Regions from separate parts of the Triticum aestivum genome. Here region 1 is linked to region 2. A link is a contact called in public Hi-C data. All regions are on one chromosome and are shown on one strand. Each heading gives the region's core, a stretch centred on a gene start, on an enhancer-like site or on the middle of the called end of the contact. The rest is flanking DNA. Distances are from core to core; before and after follow the strand shown. Region 1 holds the start of LOC123127868 (ATP-dependent zinc metalloprotease FTSH 7, chloroplastic). Region 2 holds the start of LOC123127866 (homeobox-leucine zipper protein HOX24).

Region 1 (7,122 bases), core at 4,159-6,658, 310 kb after region 2:
TAATCTTCACACAACCCATGTAATACATAAGGGAAAGAGATACATAGTTGGCTTACAATCGCCACTTCACACAATTACATGAATAAAGCCTTACATCATCCAGATACAATCAAGGTCCGACTATGGAACCAAAATGAAAGAAGACTACCCCAAATGCTACATAGATCCCCGGTCGACCCCAACTAGGCTCCCCTACTGATCAACTAGAATGAAACAACACAAAGGACAAGATCTTCATCGAGCTCCTCCTTGAGCTTGGTTGCATCATCTGCACGATATCATCGGCACCTGCAAGATAGTTTTGGAAGTATCTGTGAGTCACGGAGACTCAGCAATCTCATACCCTCGCGATCAAGACTATTTAAGCTTATATGGGTAAAGGTAAAGGTACGAGGTGGAGCGGCAGCAAGCGACTAGCATATATGGTGGCTAACATACGCAAAAGAGAGCGAGAAGAGAAAGCAAAAGCACGGTCGAACAACTATGATCAAGAAGTGATCCTAGAACAACCTACGTCAAGCATAACTCCAACACCGTGTTCACTTCTCGGACTCCGCCGAGAAGAGACCATCACAGTTACACACGCGGTTGGTGCATTTTAATTAAATTAAGTTTCATGTTATCTACAACCGGACATTAACAAATTCCCATCTGCCCATAACCGCGGGCACGACTTTCGAAAGTTCAAATCCCTGCAGGGGTGTCCCAACTTAGCCCATCTCAAGCTCTCACGGTCAATGAAGGATATTCCTTCTCCTAAGACTATCCGATCAGACTTGGCATCCAGGTTACAAGACATCTCGACAATGGTAAAACAAGTCCAGCAACACCGCCTGAATGTGCCGACAAATCCCGATAGGAGCTGCACATATCTCGTTCTCAGGGCACACTCAGATGATACTAGCTACGAGTAAAACCAACCCTCAAGTTTCCCCGAGGTGGCCTCGCAGGCAGCTCAGTTTGGACCAACACTCAGAGGAGCACTGGCCCAGGGAGGGTTAAAATAAACATGACCCTTGAGTCTGCAGAACCCAAGGGAAAGAAAAGGCCAGGTGGCGAATGGTAAAACCAAGGTTGGGCATTGCTGGAGGAGTTTTATTCAAGGCGAACTGTCAAGGGCTTCCCATTATAACCCAACCGCGTAAGGAACGCAAAATCCGGGAACATAACACCGATATGACGGAAACTAGGGCGGCAAGAGTGGAATAAAACACCAGGCATAAGGCCGAGCCTTCCACCCTTTACCAAGTATATAGATGCATTAATTAAATAAGAGATATTGTGATATCCCCACATATAAATATGTTCCAACAAGGAACAACATATCCATGTTCCAACAAGGAACAAACTTCATCTTCACCTGCAACTAACAACGCTATAAGAGGGGCTGAGCAAAGCGGTAACATAGCCAAACAACGATTTGCTAGGACAAGGTGGGTTAGAGGCTTGGCTTAACAATATGGGGGGCATGATAAGCAAGTGGTAGGTATCACGGCATAGGCATAGCAAAAGAGCGAGCATCTAGCAAGCAAAGATAGAAGTGATTTCGAGGATATGGTCATCTTGCCTGAAATCCCGTAAGGAAGAAGAATGAGTCCATGAAGAAGACAAACAGACGTAGTCGAACGGGTCCTCACAAACGCGACGTTATCGAAACCAACCCGAAGAAGCAACACCGGAAAGAAGCACACAACATAGTAAACAAACAACACATGAACATGGTATGATATGCGGGATGCGGTATGCGGTGCATATGCATGATTTGAAAAGGAATGATTGAACCTGGCCTCAACATGGAAATCCAAGAGTGCCACTGGAAAGGTGAGGTGATTTCGATTGAAATCGATATAAAGATCACCGGAATCGGATGCACGGTTTGGAAATGGCAAGCAAAACAAATATAGCACCGGTCTGCGATAAACAACAAGTAGCCATCTAAATGCATCAAGTAAAATATACTACAACACTCAAACATGGCAACAAAATACATGGCAGTGATCCACTCATGATGCTTGACAAAAGATGAACACTGAGCTATGGCTAAATCATCCATTAGCAGGTTCAAACAAGCATGGCAAAAGTGCAAATGATATCAGGTTTCAGACAATGAAATTAACACAAGTCTGGAATTTATCATCAGGAAGCACACTTTAGAGCATGAAAACTACATGCTACAGGAACTTAACATGGCAAGGCAAGGCATGGCATGAAGCTACTCAAAGCACTTAACAAAAGTCCCTTAGTGACCTTGAGCCAAAAGGGATCGGAAAATACAACTGCAAGCATGTGAACATGGCAAAAATATAAACAGATTCAGACTTAGTGAAAAACTGGAGCATGCAAATCAGTTAACGAGTAGGCATGTTTACGAGCTCGATGCACTCACTACAGAGCATGGCATGACAAACCAAACATTCACCCATCAATAAGACATGGCATAGAAGCTAGAAATGGCAAGAATAACAACATAGCATGCATGGATCAATAGTAACATCCTCAGCAAAATCGCTAAACATGTCAACAATCTGCCAGGATCATTTTATAGCAAAAGTAGAGCTCGATTGACTCAAGCTAGGTGCTCCATAAATGCAAACAAAGACATGCATGGATAGAGAACCACAATATTAACAAAACATCCTTACTGATCATCCTCAAAAGAGGTACGAATCACTAGGAAACAACATGAACATATGGCATAACAACAAAATCAGGATAAGGACTTAGTGAAAAACTAAGTCCCTGAAATCAGCATTACCAATTATGCTACTTTGCAAGCTTGTGCTAGTCACCACAAATATCACAAAAATACATGGCAAGCACCCCTGTAAAGATGGCATGACATATAACAAAACGCATATAGAGCTCAGGATCATAGCATGCACACATTAATCATGGCAAAAATGACAAAATGCCATTTGCTGAAACAGATCTGACATATTCCTCACATAGCCCTCTTCCAACAGCATTTCGGGCATCAAGATGAGCTCAAATGAAAATGATACAATGAGATAAAATGATGTACTCGTCGAGACAAACATTTTGATATGCTACACGCACGAATCGAAGCTACGGATGCAGAGTTATGACGTGATGAAAAATGCAAAATAATTAGGGCTACGGGAAGAAAGTCAACCGTCGAAGTGGATCCAGATCTGGATCGGTGCGGATTACGAGGATGGCTGGAGTTCCTGTTCACCGGAGGAGCTCGGGTCGCCGGAGTCGAAGGAGAGGCGGGGAGGCGAGGCGGCGCCGGCCGGTGAGCAGCTCCGGCGAGGCGGCACGGTGGTGCGGCGGCCTCGGGTGAGCTCAAGGCGGCGGGGCGGCGGAGCCGGACGGCGACCGTGGCCGGCGAAGGCGACGGAGGCGCGGCGGGCGGCGGTCGGCGACGAGGTGGCAAGCCGCTGAGGCGGCGCCGGCGCGGCGGAGGAAGAGCAAGGCGGCGGAGGAGCTCTCGGGCGCGGCACGGGGAGGCGAGGCCTCGGGCGGCGGCGGCGCACCGGGCCGGGGGGGGGATCTGGGCCTCCCGGGCCCGCGCGGGAGAGGCGGCGACGCAGGGCCAGGTGGCGGCGCCTGAGTGGAGGAGGGAGGCGGCGGTGAAGTCGTGGCGCCTCACGATTGGCTGGAGTGATATGGCCGGCGAGATGGACGCGTCCGCCGGCGAGCGGACATGTCCGACGGCGCGGAGGGAGGTGAGATCTAGGGTTTCGTCCGCGAATTTTGACGGGGTGCACATATTTATAGGTAGAGGGAGCTAGGAGAGTTCAAATGAGGTGCGGTTTTCGGCCACGCGTGATCGAACGTCCGAGATGATGGAGGAGGTTTAGGTGGGTTTTGGGCCAAATTGGAAGGGTGTTGGGCTGCAACACACACGAGGCCTTTTCGGTCCCTCGGTTAACCGTTGGGATATCAAACGAAGTCCAAATGCTATGAAACTTGACAGGCGGTCTACCGGTAGTAAACCAAGGCCGCATGACAAGTCTCGGTCCAATCCGAAAACGTTTAACACCCGCACACGAAAAGAGGTAGAAAGGGACATCGGGTGACATAGGAGCGCCGGATTGCAAAACGGACAACGGGGAAAATGCTCGGATGCATGAGACGAATATGTATGCAAATGAAATGCACATGATGACATGATATGAGATGCATGACACGCAAGCAATGACAAGGTAACAACAACGAATAACTGGAGGACACCTGGCACATCGGTCTCGGGGCGTCACACCTCGGCTCGTCTTCCTCACCTCTTTAGGGCAAATGACTGAATTCCGAGCAAGGAATTTCTAAATTTGAGAGTATTCTTTGTTGCATGTTTTTATTTTTTTCTAATGTGTTTTTATCAGGCAAACATTCAGCTAACAGTAGAGAAAACTTCCTGAAAATGGATGCAAATTAGAGGAAACATGCCAGATTATAGGCCAGCCTTGACAATGGCTAGATAAACATTGCAAGAAGTTGCTCATGCTGTGTGGACTTGTAGTAATTTTGTGATACATATTCAACATATTATATTGTTTTTTTTTGAGGATTTATATTGGTTTTGTTGACGGAAAGGAAATTGAGTTAGGCTCTCAAGAGTCAAGACATATGGCATGGGGCATTCAACCATATACCATACACATATATTTATTTAAAAAAATACATGCATTGCCCATGTATGATGCTTAACAAAATTAGGATTAAGCCCAATAAAGTTTTAGGTTGAGTTGATTTTTTATAGAATGATCTGCATATATGACCCATGCATATATAACGCTCTCCTGTTGCAACACACTGACACTTACCTAGTACTAAGCCTAAAACAACTATTACGAGTACATATTAGTCACGGTTACTATTTGCACATGTTTGCAGAGTCCTACAATTTTGCTTACTATTTATACTTGCTTGCAGGGCAGCGTCTTACAAATTTGATCATCTACCCTTCCACTGTAGTAGCTCAGTGACAAAGAAGGTGCACGTTTGTTCAGAAATCCACACAAAATTAGCAAATCCATTGTTTTTCTTTCTCTGCAGTGGAAGATAGATATGCTCCCAAATTCGGAACTCGTTCATCGTTTCTGTGGACATGGGCAGCGCGCCGCCCTGCACCATCCGACTTGCCAAATATCTCGAGCGACCCCACCTTCTGACTCACGCCCCTGCTCTCACTGACAACGAGGAGCTCGTCCCCACCAATCCCGTTAACCCCCCTCCCTCTCCGCCGGCTCCGTGCCATATCTCCACGGAACGGATAAGCCACTGAAATCCAAGAAACGTCGCAGCTTTCTACTGAGAATGGGCCCACAAACACGCGGCCCACGAATGGGACCCTTGCATCAGTGAAATAATACGTGCACCTCTCGGTGACCGCAGGTTATTCACCCGAACAGGATTTAACAGCCCGGCGTGACGGCGAGACACGCAGGCAACGGCGACACCCTTCGCTCCCCGTCTCGGTTCGTCTCGTCCTCTGCCTTCCTCTGTTCCTCATCTCCCCACCTCACTCCGCCCGCCCTCCCCACCGATTCCTCCACGCGAGGTCCTCGAGCTGCCCCCATCCTCCCGGTCGCGAATCTAGGTTCGGGGCCCGCCCCCCTGCCTCTCCCATGGCCTCCGCCGCCGCCGCCGAAACCCTCGTCTCGCTCCCCATCGTGCCCCCCTCCCGGTCGCTCCTGCGCCCCCTCTGCAGGCGACCTGCTTACAGAGGCAGCGCCGCGTCGGTCCGCCTGTCCGCCGTGCCGCCCCGGGGCCTCGGGTTCGCCCTCATCCATCGCCGCATTCGCTGCCCGCCGGCGGCGCGCGCCAACGTCGAGCGCGACGGCGACGGCGCCTCCGGGTCAGGGGAGGCCTCGTCCACCGGGGACGGCGACCGCGACGCGGCGGCGGAGCAAGGAGGTGATAGCGCGGGCACGAGCACCACCAGCGCGGCCGCGACGCCGCCGTCGTCACCGCCCTCTTCGTCCAAGAGGGGGGAAAACAAGTGGCGCCGGCGGGTGGCTAAGGGCGGCGGTGTTGGCCGATGGTTTTGGGAGCCCATAGTGCAGGGCCGGGAGATGGGGTTCCTCCTGCTACAGCTCGGGTTTGCCATATTCGCCCTCCGCATGCTGCGGCCGGAGATCACGTTGCCTGGCTCAGAGCCCCGGCCGCAGACCACTTACATCAGCGTCCCCTACAGCGACTTCCTGGCGAGCATTGATAAGGACCAAGTGAAAAAGGTTGAGGTGGATGGGGTGCACGTTATGTTCCGGCTCCGTCCAGAGGTTGAGGCCAGCGTGGTGGAGCAGCCACAAACACAAGCAGATGGCGTTGCTGATGCTGCCATTTCGAGGAGAATCGTCTTCACAACCACACGACCAGTGGACATTAAGACTCCATATGAGAAGATGGTGGAGAATAGTGTTGAGTTTGGGTCGCCAGATAGGAGGTCCGGCGGCATGCTCAATTCAGCTTTGGTAAGGCATTTCAGCTGAAAGTTATCTGTGTTACACCTTACACGTTTGATTATTGTGGCTTGAAAATTGTTGCAAGCATAGCATTTTAGGCCATTAGTGACATGTCAATAGGAAACAGGGGAAATATGATTTACTACATATGGTGACGGAGATTGTAGAATTAGAGATGGCGTTTAGTTTAAATAAGGAGGAATAATTTGTAATGTTATTTCCTTTAGTATGGTTTGTTTCAGCAATCTAGATTTTATATATGTTAACTAGTTAGATGTGACGTACTGGCAATGAAGGAGAAAAAGAAAACCAGTGTTTTGTTATGTGTCAATACTTAGAGATGCTCGCAAGAGATTAGAATCCAATATTTTTTTTGTTCTGCTTGAAACAAAAGCATAACATTTGTTCAATTCTCCCAGCGGCTGCTTTTTATAGCAAGCAAACAGGAGTACTTGTTGCTAAATTTTGTTAGTATGTACTCCATAACTACATATTTAATCAACCCTACAATCGTTGTGTATGCTCTTTGCGGATGATGTGGTGCTAGTTGACGATAGTCGGACGGGGGTAAATAGGAAGTTAGAGTTATGGAGACAAACCTTGGAATCAAAAGGGTTTAGGCTTAGTAGAACTAAAACTGAGTACCTGATTTGCGGTTTCAGTACTACTAGGTGTGAGGAGGAGGAGGTTAGCCTTG
Region 2 (6,231 bases), core at 3,466-5,965:
TAGGAGGTGAAGTCAGTATTCGGCTCTATCGACGCTAAGTGTGTGGCCTCCATGGTGGGGTCCATCCACCCATCCTCGGATGACACGATCTGTTCCAGATTGAGGGCCGGAGTAGCCGCAGGTGCGACCTCCCGAACACCGTCCGATGGCAAAGCTAAGTCATGCTCGTCGTGACTGTGCGGCGCGCCTGACGTGAGCTCGAATCCGTCGAAAATCAAGTCTCCCCGGATATCGGTAGTGTAGTTCAAGCTTTCAAATCTGACCTGATGGCCAGGGGCATAGCTGTCGATCTGCTCTAGATGGCCAAGCAAGTTGGCCTGCAGTACGAAGCCTCCGAATACGGAGATCTGTCCGGGGAGAAAAACCTCACCCTGGATTGCATCGTTGCCAATGATCGAAGGAGCCATCAAACCTTTATCGTGACGGCATAGTGAAACTCTCAATGAAAGCACCAATGTCGGTATCAAAACCGGTGGATCTCGGGTAGGGGGTCCCAAACTGTGCATCTAAGGCTGATGATAATAGGAGGCGGGGGACACAATGTTTACCCAGGTTCGGGCCCTCTCGATGGAGGTAATACCCTACTTCCTGCTTGATTGATCTTGATGATATGAGTATTACAAGAGTTGATCTACCATGAGATCGTAGAGACTAAACCCTAGAAGCTAGCCTATGATTCTGATTGTTGTTGTCCTACGGACTAAACCCTCCGGTTTATATAAACACCGGAGGGGGCTAGGGTTACACAGAGTCGGTTACAGAGGAGGAGATCTACATATCCGAATTGCCAAGCTTGCCTTCCACGCAAAGGAGAGTCCCATCCGGACACGGGACGAAATCTTCAATCTTGTATCTTCATAGTCCAACAGTCCAACCAAAGTATATAGTCCGGTTGTCTGAGGACCCCTTAATCCAGGACTCCCTCGGTCATATTCTTCGGAGTTTTTCATTCACGTGTAATAAGATCGATGGTCACACTTGTCATGCTTGTCGTATCGGCAAACATGTTTGTCTTCCCTTTAGCACTTCCTCGCATGTTGCATCATACCCGTTTGAGTTAATTCATAGTGATGTTTGGACCTCTCCTGTTGCAAGTAACACGGGCTATCTTTATTATCTTGTCATACTTGATGATTTTTTGCACTATGTGTGGACCTTCCCGTTGCGGCGCAAGTCATATTTTGTTGCCATTCTCACCGCTTTCTATTCCTATGTCTCCACGCAGTTTGATCGACCCATTTATGCATTACAAACAGACAATGGGAAGGAGTTTGATAATCTTGCGATCCGCAACCTTCTCGCCACACACGGTACGATTTTTCGTCTCACTTGCCCGTACACTTCGCAACAAAATGGCCGCATTGAGCGCGTGCTTCGCACACTTAATGACTGCGTCCGCACCCTCCTCTTTCACGCCACGTGCCACCACATTTTTGGCCCGACGCGCTTGCCACCGCATCGCTACTCCTCAACATCCGTCCCTGTCGCACTCGCGGGAACTTTACACCTCATCATCTTTTGTTCGGCACGCCACCTTCCTACGCCGAGCTCCGCATCTTCGATTGCCTGTGCTACCCTAGCATCGCTTCCACTACTCCTCATAAGTTTACACCATGATCCGTGGCATGTATTTTTCTTGGCTATCCCCCCAACACCAAAGGCTACCGCTGCTATGATCCTATCTCACATCGGGTGATCACTTCCCGACACGTTTACTTTGATGAGATGGTTTTTCCGTTTCAGCAGGTACCTTCAGATGTTGCGGCTTTGCCCGCCCCCGGTGAGGGCCGCTCGCGAGCTTCTCTTGGGCCGCCTCCCAGCTTTGAGGGTGCCCCCCGCTCCACGGGTCGAGTTCCTCCCCAGTTGGCTACCTTAGGGGTTGCACCCCTCCCGGCACCCGCGATGCCCACTGCGCCCTCGGCCTCCCTGGCTGCCGCGCGGGCCTCATCGGCGCCCCCCGCGCCCTCGCCTGCCGCCTCGTCCGAGGCGGCCTCGCCGCGACAACACCCGCGGCGGCTTCGCCCGCGGCATTGGAGGTGGTGGGCTCTTCTTCGCTTCGCCCGTCACCAACCCGGACTCACTGCCCCGCCCGATGACTCGCTCTCGAGCTGGCACCTTCCACCCAAGTACACAGTACACTGGCGATGAGTATCTTCTCGTTGCTTCCGTCTCCGAGCCTCTCCTCTCCCATCGTCAGCTCGAGCCGCCCTTCGGGGTTCTCATTGGCTCGCTGTGATGCAGGAAGAGTTCGACGCGCTCCAACGGAACCGCACCTGGCAGCTTGTCCCTCGGCCGCCCCGTGCCAACATCATCATGGGCAAGTGGGTTTTTCAGCACAAGACTCGTCCAGATGGCACTCTCGAGCGCTACAAAGCTCGCTGGGTGGTTCGAGGCTTTCGGCAACGTGCGGGCGTGGACTTCACCGACACTTTTGCCCCGGTTGTTAAACCGGGCACGATCCACACCGTGCTTCAGCTAGCCGTCTCCCGAGCTTGGCATGTGCATCAGTTGGATGTCTCCAGCGCCTTCTTGCACTGCCACCTCGCTGAGCAGGTGTTCTATGAGCAGCCCACCGGCTTCGTCGACGCCACGCATCCAGACCATGTGTGCTTGCTCTCCCATTCCCTTTATGGGTTGAAGCAGGCGCCTCGGGCCTGGTACCAGCGCATCGCTGCATTCCTGCAGACGCTCGGATTTATATCGACTCGCTCTGACGCGTCCCTCTTCGTGTCCCATCACGGGGTTGACGCGGCCTACTTGTTGCTCTACGTCGACGACATCATCCTGACGGCATCCACTGTCGCGCTCCTCCAGCGGCTCACTGCTTGTCTTCGCGATGAGTTTGCCCTGAAGGACTTGGGGCCCCTCCACTACTTCCTTGGCATTGAGGTGGTTCGACGGCCAGATGGGTTCTTTCTGCACCAGCAGCGTTACGCCCATGAGCTTCTCGATCGAGCCGGCATGCTTAACTGCAAGCCCGCTCCCACGCCTATCGACACCAAGGCCAAGGTTTCCGCTCTGGAGGGTTCTCCCGCATCCGACGTGGCCTTCTATCGCTCCATTGTGGGTGCTTTGCAGTACCTCACCCTAACGCGCCCCGACTTGCAGTATGCCATTCAGCATGTCTGTCTTCACATGCATGCTCCACGTGATTCTCACTAGACCTTGGTGAAGCGTATCCTCCGTTACATACGCGGCACCCCGTCCATGAGACTTACACTGACGGCCTCCGCCTCCACCGACCTCGTCGCCTACTCTAATGCGGACTGGGCTGGCTGCCCGGACACACGGCGCTCCACTTCGGGGTATTGTTTCTACCTTGGGCCGTCTCTGATCTCTTGGTCCTCCAAGCGACAGCCCACCGTCTCCCGCTCGAGTGCCGAGGCAGAGTATCGGGCAGTGGCTAACGCCGTTGCCGAATGCTCTTGGCTTCGCCAGCTGCTCCAGGAGTTGCTTTGTGATGTTCACAAGGCCACGCTCGTCTACTGCGACAACGTCTCCGCCGTGTACCTCTCCGCCAACCTAGTCCATCATCGACGAACGAAGCATATTGAGCTCGACATACACTTTGTTCGTGAGCAGGTGGCTCTTGGGCGCATCCGGGTTTTCCGCGCCGCGACGGCGCAACAGTTTGCCGATGTCATGACCAAAGAACTGCCTACTTCTGTTTTCGAGGAGTTCAGGTCCAGTCTTTGCGTCTATGGCGACGCTTCGACTGCGTGGGGGTGTTGAATATATGGTTTGTGCATGTATATTGTATAGCCCGATCCACCTCCTAGTCTTTATATAGTTGAGGTTGTGGTCCACCTTGTACTCCATATATACGTGCGCTATGCACCGATCAATACATCGTGAAGCATCGCCAAAACATTCGTTTCCAACAGACTCATTCGCCAGCTTGCTCTTTGCACTCTATATAAGCGGATTAATAGTCCAACTGTCCAACTGATGGACTAGTGTTAAGCAACCCTATATACAGATAAAACTGGATAACGCCACAAACCCAAGACCTCGTTGCCTCATTGGCAGGAGCGAATCACAAACAGGTTACAAACAACACACGATTTTTTGTCTAGCACAACGCACATGTATCTTGGTCGACGCGGAGCAGCTGGAGGGACACGTGACGCAACGCCAATCGAACTGGAGATAAGCTCTTTTAATCTAGCTTTAACGACGATCCAAAGACGAAGAGAAGATGTCCATGGAATTCTCCTCTCCTCTCCTCTCTTCTGCCGAGCCGTCATCTCGTCGCCGGCCTCCACAGCGACACCCTACCCAGACCTAGGGCGCCCAGCCAGCGAGAAAACGGGGAGCCCCCCAGGCAACGTGACAAGCCACCTCGGCATCTCTTCCGGGAGAAGCCGTGCCGATCGACATGGACGCTGTCGACCTAGCTACAGCGATTGGCCTCCCCGCGGAACCGTGGCATCGTTGAACAAAGTGTGCAGAACGAGAGAGAGGATCTCGCACTACAGCCATGCCCGCGCACCACGTGTCCGGCCCGCGCCAGGCCCAAGTCGATCTCGAGACGGATAACCATTCCGTGCATATGCCCGCGGGCCACCGGCCCGGTGCGCGACACCTGTACGGCGCGATACAGCGACGGCGGGCCCGCGGGTTTCGATCGGCGCCACGTGTGCGCGTGCGTCGCGCCGCTCCGTTCTGGACCCGTATAAAACCGGACCGGCGCGCCACGTTCCAAACGCCACAGATGCACGCCTGGTGCACGCGCTACCAAAGCTTGGTTCAGTGGAGTTCTCGCTCTGACGATTTGATACCGCGACGGCTCCGAAATGGAGAGCGACCGCCAGTTCCTGCTGGCGCCGCCGCCGCCCATGCACGCCGCGGCGGGGGACGACGGCCACTTCCTTCAGCAGCAGCAGCTGAGCGGCGGCGGCGGCGGCGAGAGGAAGCGGCGGTTCACGGAGGAGCAGGTGCGGTCGCTGGAGAGCACGTTCCACACGCGGCGCGCCAAGCTGGAGCCCCGGGAGAAGGCGGAGCTGGCGCGTGAGCTGGGGCTGCAGCCGCGCCAGGTGGCCATCTGGTTCCAGAACAAGCGCGCCCGGTGGCGCTCCAAGCAGCTGGAGCAGGACTTCGCGGAGCTGCGCGGCCATTACGACGCCCTCCGCGCCCGCGTCGAGTCGCTCAAGCAGGAAAAGCTCACTCTCGCCGCGCAGGTAACCAGCACACGCATGCCATATCCTCCATCCTCCATGGTCGGTCGTCGATCATTACAGATACGCGAGTCGCATGCATGCTAATGGCGTCGTCTGCTCGATGTGCAGCTGGAAGAGCTGAAGAAGAAGCTGAACGAGCGGCAGGACCAGAGCGCAAGCTGCGACGCCGCCGCCGAGGTGGACGACAAGAGCAACAACGTTAGCAGCTGCATCGTGGCGAAGGATGAGAGCGCGGCGCCGGCGGCAGACGTCTCGGACGGCTCAACTCCGGGCTGGTACGAGTATGACAACCACCTGGCGTATGGGGTTGACCTGCAGGAGCCGTTCTGCGCCACTCCGGAGCTGTGGGAGACGTCATGGCCGCTGGTGGAGTGGAACGCAGTGGCATGAACCAACGCTGCATATGCATACATCTGTGTACGTCGATGTTGTTGCTGGCTGGTCTAGCTGGTTGATCCGGACTATGTAGATCAGGTCGATCGGGCCGTCAGGTAGAATCGTAGAACAGATAGGTAGGGATCCCACGTGCAAGCAGCCATGAAATCTACATGCGAGAAATCTTCCCGCCGGCCGGCCGGCCGGCGATCTGCTCCGTCGACTCTGGGATTCATGTCCGTGAAAAATGGCTTAAGAATCACGCGCAGCGTGTCTGGCGACTGTAACTCGTGTGGTTCCTGTCGCGCCGTCGCCGACGAAAAATATACACCCACTGGTTACCCATAGAGAACGTCTTTCACCAGTTGCTGTGTTCTCGCGCGCGTGCTATTACTGTGGCCTGTAGGCGATGGATCGATCCAGAAGGCGCGTGCGCCGGAGACGACGAGAGGAGAGGAGCGTCGCTGTCGCGGCAGCACAGGGGGGATGATTCGTATCGTCTGTTGCTGCTTTGGACTCCACCCGGCGTGTCGACCGTTGGTTCGTCCGGCACTGTCGCGCGCGGGGGCCAAAGACGAGAAAGAAGCAGCGGGAAAACAACGCGGGAGGCGCGGCTGTCGCCGGGGGAGAGGACGGTTCGGCGAGAAAAAGAAGTTGTGGATGCGTGGCCCGGCGG

Evidence for each region. Hi-C and Micro-C count contacts between places; a contact is called where the count stands out from the background.
Region 1: a contact with region 2 is called in a Hi-C map of an unstated tissue, with 9 times the contacts expected there. The contact joins the promoter of LOC123127868 here to the promoter of LOC123127866 in region 2. A contact is called at or near these places in 2 of 5 Hi-C or Micro-C datasets (leaf and an unstated tissue).

What each region holds. Positions count from the first base shown.
Region 1 is chr6A:454,399,769-454,406,890 of IWGSC CS RefSeq v2.1, forward strand. It overlaps LOC123127868 (ATP-dependent zinc metalloprotease FTSH 7, chloroplastic), which reads left to right and starts at 5,409. Exons shown (of 13, transcript XM_044547722.1): 1 at 5,409-6,434. The coding sequence starts at 5,589.
Region 2 is chr6A:454,089,051-454,095,281 of IWGSC CS RefSeq v2.1, forward strand. It overlaps LOC123127866 (homeobox-leucine zipper protein HOX24), which reads left to right and starts at 4,716. Exons shown (of 2, transcript XM_044547720.1): 1 at 4,716-5,180; 2 at 5,289-5,902. The coding sequence starts at 4,797. The coding sequence ends at 5,570.